Linked DNA regions of Zea mays: region 1 is linked to region 2. The links are chromatin contacts, called in public Hi-C maps. All regions are on one chromosome and are shown on one strand. The core of a region is the stretch at or near the end of the contact, and the rest is flanking DNA. Distances in the headings are between cores, read along the strand shown.

Region 1 (3,387 bases), core at 289-2,788, 210 kb after region 2:
GCAACAACAAAAAATGATTGTGCTGTTGGTTCCTATCTTGGGTATGTACTCTGATAACTACTTCCTGAAACTACCTAAAAGGGTCGCTGGGGATTCTGGTTTGGAATGGGTGCAAGAGACACTAGCAAGAGATACCCAATGTTACAACATGTTTAGGGTTGAGAGGCCTTTATTTTATAGACTGCATAATACTTTGGTCCGTAGATATGGGTTGAAATCCACTAAAAAATTGACATCTGTAGAGGCTCTTGCTATGTTTTTATGGATTGTTGGAGGCTCACAGGCAGTTAGACAGGCTGACAACCGTTTTAGGAGGTCTATGGAGACAGTAAGTAGGACATTTAGCAGAGTTTTGACATGCCTCCTGAAGTTAGCACATGACAACATTGCACCCAAGGACCCAACATTTGCAGAGATGCACCCAAATTTAGAGAATCCAGCATTTTGGCCAAAGTTCAACGATTGCATAGGAGCTATCGATGGGACACATATCAAGGTTGTGGTTGATAAGAGTAAGAGGATTCCATATTTGAACAGGCACAATGAGACCAGTCAAAATGTGCATGCTGTTTGTGATTTTGACATGAGATTTACCTTTGTGTTGTCGGGATGGCCTGGTTCAGCACATGACATGAGAGTTTTCAAAGATGCCATAACTACTCATCACCACAAATTTCCACATCCACCACCAGGTTTTCTTACTTCACCTTTCTTGCAACAATTTTAAACCAATTAAACTAGTTCATCTAAGTCTTATCGTTTACCTTTCAAAATATGTAGGCAAGTATTATGTGGTTGATGCGGGTTACCCAAATCGTCCGGGATACCTTTCACCATACCGGTGTACAAGGTACCATGTCGAGCAATGGCATAACGGCCCACCGCCCCAAGGTATGAAAGAAGTCTTCAACCATGCACATGCCAAAGTTAGAAATGTGATAGAAAGAAGTTTTGGAGTGTTGAAGATGAAGTTTAGGATTTTGTTGAACATGCAAAGATTTCCAGAGGACAAGCAAACTAGAATTATTGTTGCATGTATGCCTCTTCACAATTTTATTCGAGAGAGTAGAATTGCGGATCGAGAATTCGAAGCATGTGATGCCGATGAAAATTATAACCCAATGCCTAGTTCTGCAGCATCAACATGGCCAGAAGACGAACCTCTTGTTGAAGATGTCAACATGAATGCCTTCCGTGATGAATTAGCTCATGCTTTGTTTCATGGAGTGTAATTTTTTTAATATTGATTAAGGACTTGTATGTTCGTATGGGACATCACATTTGTATGCAGAAATTAAATTGTGATTTGGATGTTTGATTTGTGAAAATAAATTTATTTGTGTTATTTGTGTGTGGGAGAAGCCACACAAGAGTTTGCCACACTAAATCCGGATAAGGAAAGGTTTATTGTAAACTAGCCCTTGGATCCAAACATGTAGAGGGCTAGAGCTAGTTTGGGCTAGAGTTAGAGCTAGAAACTAGCTCTAGCTCTAGCCGGGCTTGAAGGATCCAAACAGAGCCACAGTACAAGAACACTTGATCAGTGGTGGTCCAATCCCTCTGGTCCCACTGGCCACAGAAACATCCCTTCCTCACCGAACCACCTGACGAGCTAGGACCAAAGCTTGGGAGCTGGGACCTGACACAGCCACACCGGAATAGCACGCACGATCGGTACCCTGCCATGATTAAAGCTACCAGCGTGCCTGATGCATTTTTTCTCTGATGAAGAACCATCGATCGATTATAAAGCATCATTTGTCCATTTTGACCAATTAGTTTCCAGGTCAAAACCAGGCGATTACTTTCCAGAGTCCAGACCCATTCAAAGCTCTCCGCCGTCCTCCTTGCTCCTACTCGGGCTACGACGCTGCGCCGGTAGGCACGAGGCGTTCGACGAGTCTCTGCGCTCCGACCGGCCACCACGGCGCGTGCCGGGAGCCGCGCGGCGGCGGCCATGGGCGCCGCGGCCTTGGACTTCGAGTACAAGAGGTTCGTATAAGTACCATACCATACTCCCGTGTCTTCTTCAATTGAAATCCATGCAGGAGGCAGGGCAAAAGCGCGCCCGCGGGCGTGCGCGAAATCGTCGTGCCGCGCGCCACGTGCTCCGGTGCTCTAGCGTCGACGCAAAATGACCTTTTTTTTTCTTCTTCTCTCTGTCTCCTCTTCGCCGTCCCCAATCTGCGCTGCCCCCTTTTTCTCCAATTCAATTCCTCTTCGTCGCCTCGCGCATGGGCATTCCTCGTGCGCCGCGGCAGCGCAGTTAACGCCAGCGCGCGTGGCTTCACCCGGTCTTGCCACGACCCGTTGCAATCCTGATTCCCTTCCTCTCCAGAATTCCTCCTCCCATGTGCGTGGATCTCGGGGCCCGTGCGGGCTAGGGTTTATGGCTTTGGTCAATCCATGGCGTGCGGTGGCGAGGTCGCGCTGTCGCTTCTTCTTTAATGCGCGCTGATCCCCATGGACGCCGAGTCCCCACGGTAAATCCCACAAAAAGGCGGGTCCCTTTGCCCATTTCGCCTGCCTCCTTTTCTCTGCTATGGTCTCTTGTTCTCCGTTCCTTGTTTTCATATTGGCCTGAGGAGGGGGGGAATGCCTTTGTTGGGGTTCCCTCCGGGAGCTGTGGTTGATGGTCCTGAGGTTTGGCGCAGGGACGCTTATGGTTTCGCGGTGCGGCCACAGCATCTGCAGCGTTTCCGCGAGTACGCCAAGATTTACAAGGTAGTAATTTATTTTACCGTGCTGGAAATGATGTTCCTTGTCTGTTTATGGCAGATTTTTTATTTTGCCTTTTGAGGATTGTTTGTTAGGAAGAGGAGGAGGAGAGGGCGCACAGATGGAGAGACTTCTTGGACAGGTTGGCTGATGCAGCGAATGTGCCCACTACACCCAGCGTTTCACCATATGCATCTACCGGGGATCCTGCGTCAGGTGCAGGACAGGCACAAGAGAATAGCGGCATCGGAATACATTGTGATGATGAAGAGGAGGGATCTGAGAATGCAGAACATAACAACAACTTGGAAAGCCCAAAGGAATCCGATGCCAGTGCTGAATCACGAGAAGCAAATGGTAAATCAGAAGATCTGAAAGATGTAACTAACTTGGACAAACTGCAAGAGAAGACTGGTAGCAGCAGCTCTACAGAAGCAATCAAAGCCTTAGAGGGCTTGATGGAAACAAATGGGGACTTTGAAGAACTAAAAGATTTGAATGGAAGCTCAGAAGAATTGGAAGAAGAGAATAATGGCAACATGGAAAAGCTGGTAGAGCTCTTCTTGGATAAGGGGTTGTTGGATGAACTGAAGCCCATAAAAGTTGAGTCCCAGCGGCGGGTACGTGCAGCACTTAGCATCATTGACAAAATGATGAGCTCTCGGGTAG
Region 2 (3,228 bases), core at 523-3,022:
GTATTAAACTTAGGAGCAATATTGCAAGTGAGTAGAGGACTCAGTAAGATAGTAATCACAATAAGTAAATGGACAAGACACACGGTGATTTTTACTGTGGTTCAACCAATGCCTACTCCACGTTGTGGTGACCTTCTTTGGTCAAGGCTTGCACTCAACTCCTCTCAAGTGATCCAAAGATCAAACTTGAGTACCACATCAGTCTTCCTTATATCAATATCCCGTTGTAAGGAATCTCCACAAATAGGAGTCTCTCACACCTTACACAAGTGATTGGAATAAAAAACTAGAGTAAAGACAGGAGTAGAGACACAAGCAAGAGCACAACGCAACAACAACACACACAAGTAAAAGAGAGAGCGCACGAAACAAAACGATAGAGTTACATCTCAAGAACGCACTCAAATCTCTTTCTAACAATTCAACATCGTGGTCGCAGAGATTTAGAGTTGTAATGTGTTTGTAAGTCGCCTAGAGGGGGTGGATAGGCGGAAACTGAAATTTATAACTTTAAACACACTATAAGCCGGGGTTAGCCTTAGAATAAAAACCGAGTCCGAGAGAGAGGGGAAAACAAATCAACCAAAGAAATATAACGGCTATATCAACGACTACTATGCATTAAATGTATCGTCAGATGTCAGGTACGACAGTCGCGGACGGTCCGGTCGTGCACCCCGGACGGTCCACGAGGACGCTAAAAATACATTTTACCGAACCCGTCACCTTCGGGTTTTTCCTGGTTTTCACCGACCGGACGGTCCGCGCCTGAGACCGGACGGTCCACGCTTGGTCTCGAACGGTGCTCGCTTCTCCATTGGACGGTCCGTAGTGTAGACTTGTGTTTTTGCAGTGTTCCTGTCCGAGGGTCACCTTGGTGCCGAGGACGGTCCGCCGCAGGGGCCAGGACGGTCCGCACATAGATGTTTTTCCAAAAAGCCAGACAGTCAATTTAGAATAGTTGTAGATGAACTTATGCACTTGTGAAATGATTAATTGGGCAAACTGGTTAGTCCACAAGGTTTGTGATGGTCGTCAAACACCAAAATCGATTATAGGAAATATTGAGACTATTTCCCTTTCAGTGCTCAAAGGGTGCTTGGGTACTGCTCCATGGCGCCTAGGGGTCCTTTTATAGCCCCAAGGGACATAGGATACACTGAAGCTCCATTTGGAAGACCATAGGATACACTGAAGCTCCATTTGGAAGACCATAGGATACACTGAAGCTCCATTTAGAAGACCCTGGTTGCCTTCTGTCTGCGAGTGCATCGGAGTGGTCTAGTGCCCGTCAGTTATGGAAGGTGCCCAGTCAGATAACGAAGTAGTAATACAAGACATATGTAGGAGAACTCTATCTCTTTATTATGAAGGGGTATGTTTTCTTTTATAGAAACTCTAAACCCCCAGGTAGTTTCAGTGTTAGCCTATAAAACCCCTATTATGACTAGTCTGGGAGAAGGGGATAAACCTAGAGAGAGAAAACAGTCACAAATACTAAATATCGTATTCAAATATCACGCGAAGGGATTGCTCATCCTAAAGAGTTAGCTTAGAAACTCAAATCACCTTCGATTCTAAACTAGCCGAAAAAATAAGGAGATTCAAGGAGATTTATGTTTTCAAACTAAGAAATGATGAACATTAAAGAGTCCAGAAACCAGGCCCAACTAAGGCCCATTTATGTGTACTATCCCAACCCAAAAGGCATGTTCCCGTGAAGCGGCGTGCCGCGACCGACCGCAAAGGGCAGGTCCACGAAGGTAAAGGGCAAAGGAAAGAGCAGCAGCGTTGCAGCGACGAGCACAAAAAGAAAAAGGAAATTCCTCTCAACATCACCAGACCACGACCTCCCTGCCGAGCTCCCTCCCTCTCCGTTGGTGATGGCATCTCAGAGCTCCAAGACCGCGGACACCGCCGCGCCTCCGCCGGAGGTTGCAGCCACCGGAGAGGCGGCTCCGGGCGCGGCTTCTTCAACACCGGCACAAAACCCTAACGCTGCTGCAACCGCAGTGGCCGGGGCCACGGATCTAGAGAAGAAGATGCGCCGCGCGGAGCGGTTTGGGATGCCAGTACTGATGTCAGAGGAGGAAAAGCGCAGCAGTCGCGCCGAGAGGTAAGTGTTTTGTGGATCCCCTTTCCTAGGGCTTAGAGGATTTGTCCTAACAAATCCTAAGTTCATGTTGAGAAGTGTTCTTTTCAAGCACAATATGTAGGTAATCTCCTAACAATATAGATGTAGTGCAATACTGCAGCATGCATGTCTTGGTCATTGGGTGTGTTGAATTGCAACACTGTAGGCTTTTAGGTAAAGTACATAGAAAAGATCTAGTCCCGTGGGTGATGTTGCAGCAATTCTGTGCTCTGCATTATTTGATGAGGTGTCCAATTGTTGCTTCTCTTCATAGAGATGCCAGTGCATTTCAGGACCTAAGCAGTTAGGTCCTTGCATGAATGATGTTTTATTGTTTAAGTGTTTCATGCAGTTTATAACTAAGTCACTTGATTGTTGATACCTTTGAGCCTTTCTAATTTTGTAGGCCATGTGCCCCCTTGATACTGCCTGTATATTGAATTTTCACCCTTGATTTCCATCCATCGTTTCTGTGTTTGTTGTGTAGGATATTCAATTAGAAGTTCAAAAGATTTAGGTACTTAATTCAATTCATTGGTGCCCAGTCTTTAGATCCCCACACAAAATTGTGGACAGTTAGATGCAAAACCTAGTAAATAAAAATTCAAAGTGTACCAGTCTGTTTTTCTTCTAGTTTTAATCTACTCTGTTAAACATCAAAGGAAAAACAATTACATGGTTTGGTTTTGCAAGAAAAACACAAGTCCCCAAATGGAGCTTACTGGTATATTGTCTATCTAATTAAGCCATATGTTTAGATTTGAGCCATCAAGACTATGGACTACTACTAGTTTTTAAAGAAGTTTAACTTTTGGTTTGATGTTTCTAACCTCGGTGATAGTCAGATCTCAGATCTGAGTGTGCTAGATTAGTGCCTGTCTGGCATGGTTTCCGTTGGCTCAGGCTCGTGCTACAGTTCCATTGGCTCCTAGTTTATTTCAGTGAGAGAGAGAAAAACGGTTTGAACTGAGAATGGCAAGCCAGAGCTGATGAAAACCATGCCAAAAAGGCCCTTAGTTTTCTTACTTGTGTTAAGAATCTAGGTAATAAAATGATGATGTGTTGTTATTGAACTCTTTATTGCATATGACGTG

The links. Hi-C and Micro-C count contacts between places; a contact is called where the count stands out from the background.
Region 1: a Hi-C map of ear shows a contact between it and region 2, with 2.5 times the contacts expected there. The contact joins the promoter of LOC103634483 here to the promoter of LOC100276530 in region 2. A contact is called at or near these places in 3 of 25 Hi-C or Micro-C datasets (ear, leaf and tassel).

What each region holds. Positions count from the first base shown.
Region 1 is chr1:43,188,727-43,192,113 of Zm-B73-REFERENCE-NAM-5.0, forward strand. It overlaps LOC103634483 (ecotropic viral integration site 5 protein homolog), which reads left to right and starts at 1,539. Exons shown (of 18, transcript XM_020546088.3): 1 at 1,539-1,992; 2 at 2,655-2,724; 3 at 2,814-3,387. The coding sequence starts at 1,958.
Region 2 is chr1:42,977,813-42,981,040 of Zm-B73-REFERENCE-NAM-5.0, forward strand. It overlaps LOC100276530, which reads left to right and starts at 1,773. Exons shown (of 6, transcript NM_001150296.2): 1 at 1,773-2,116. The coding sequence starts at 1,884.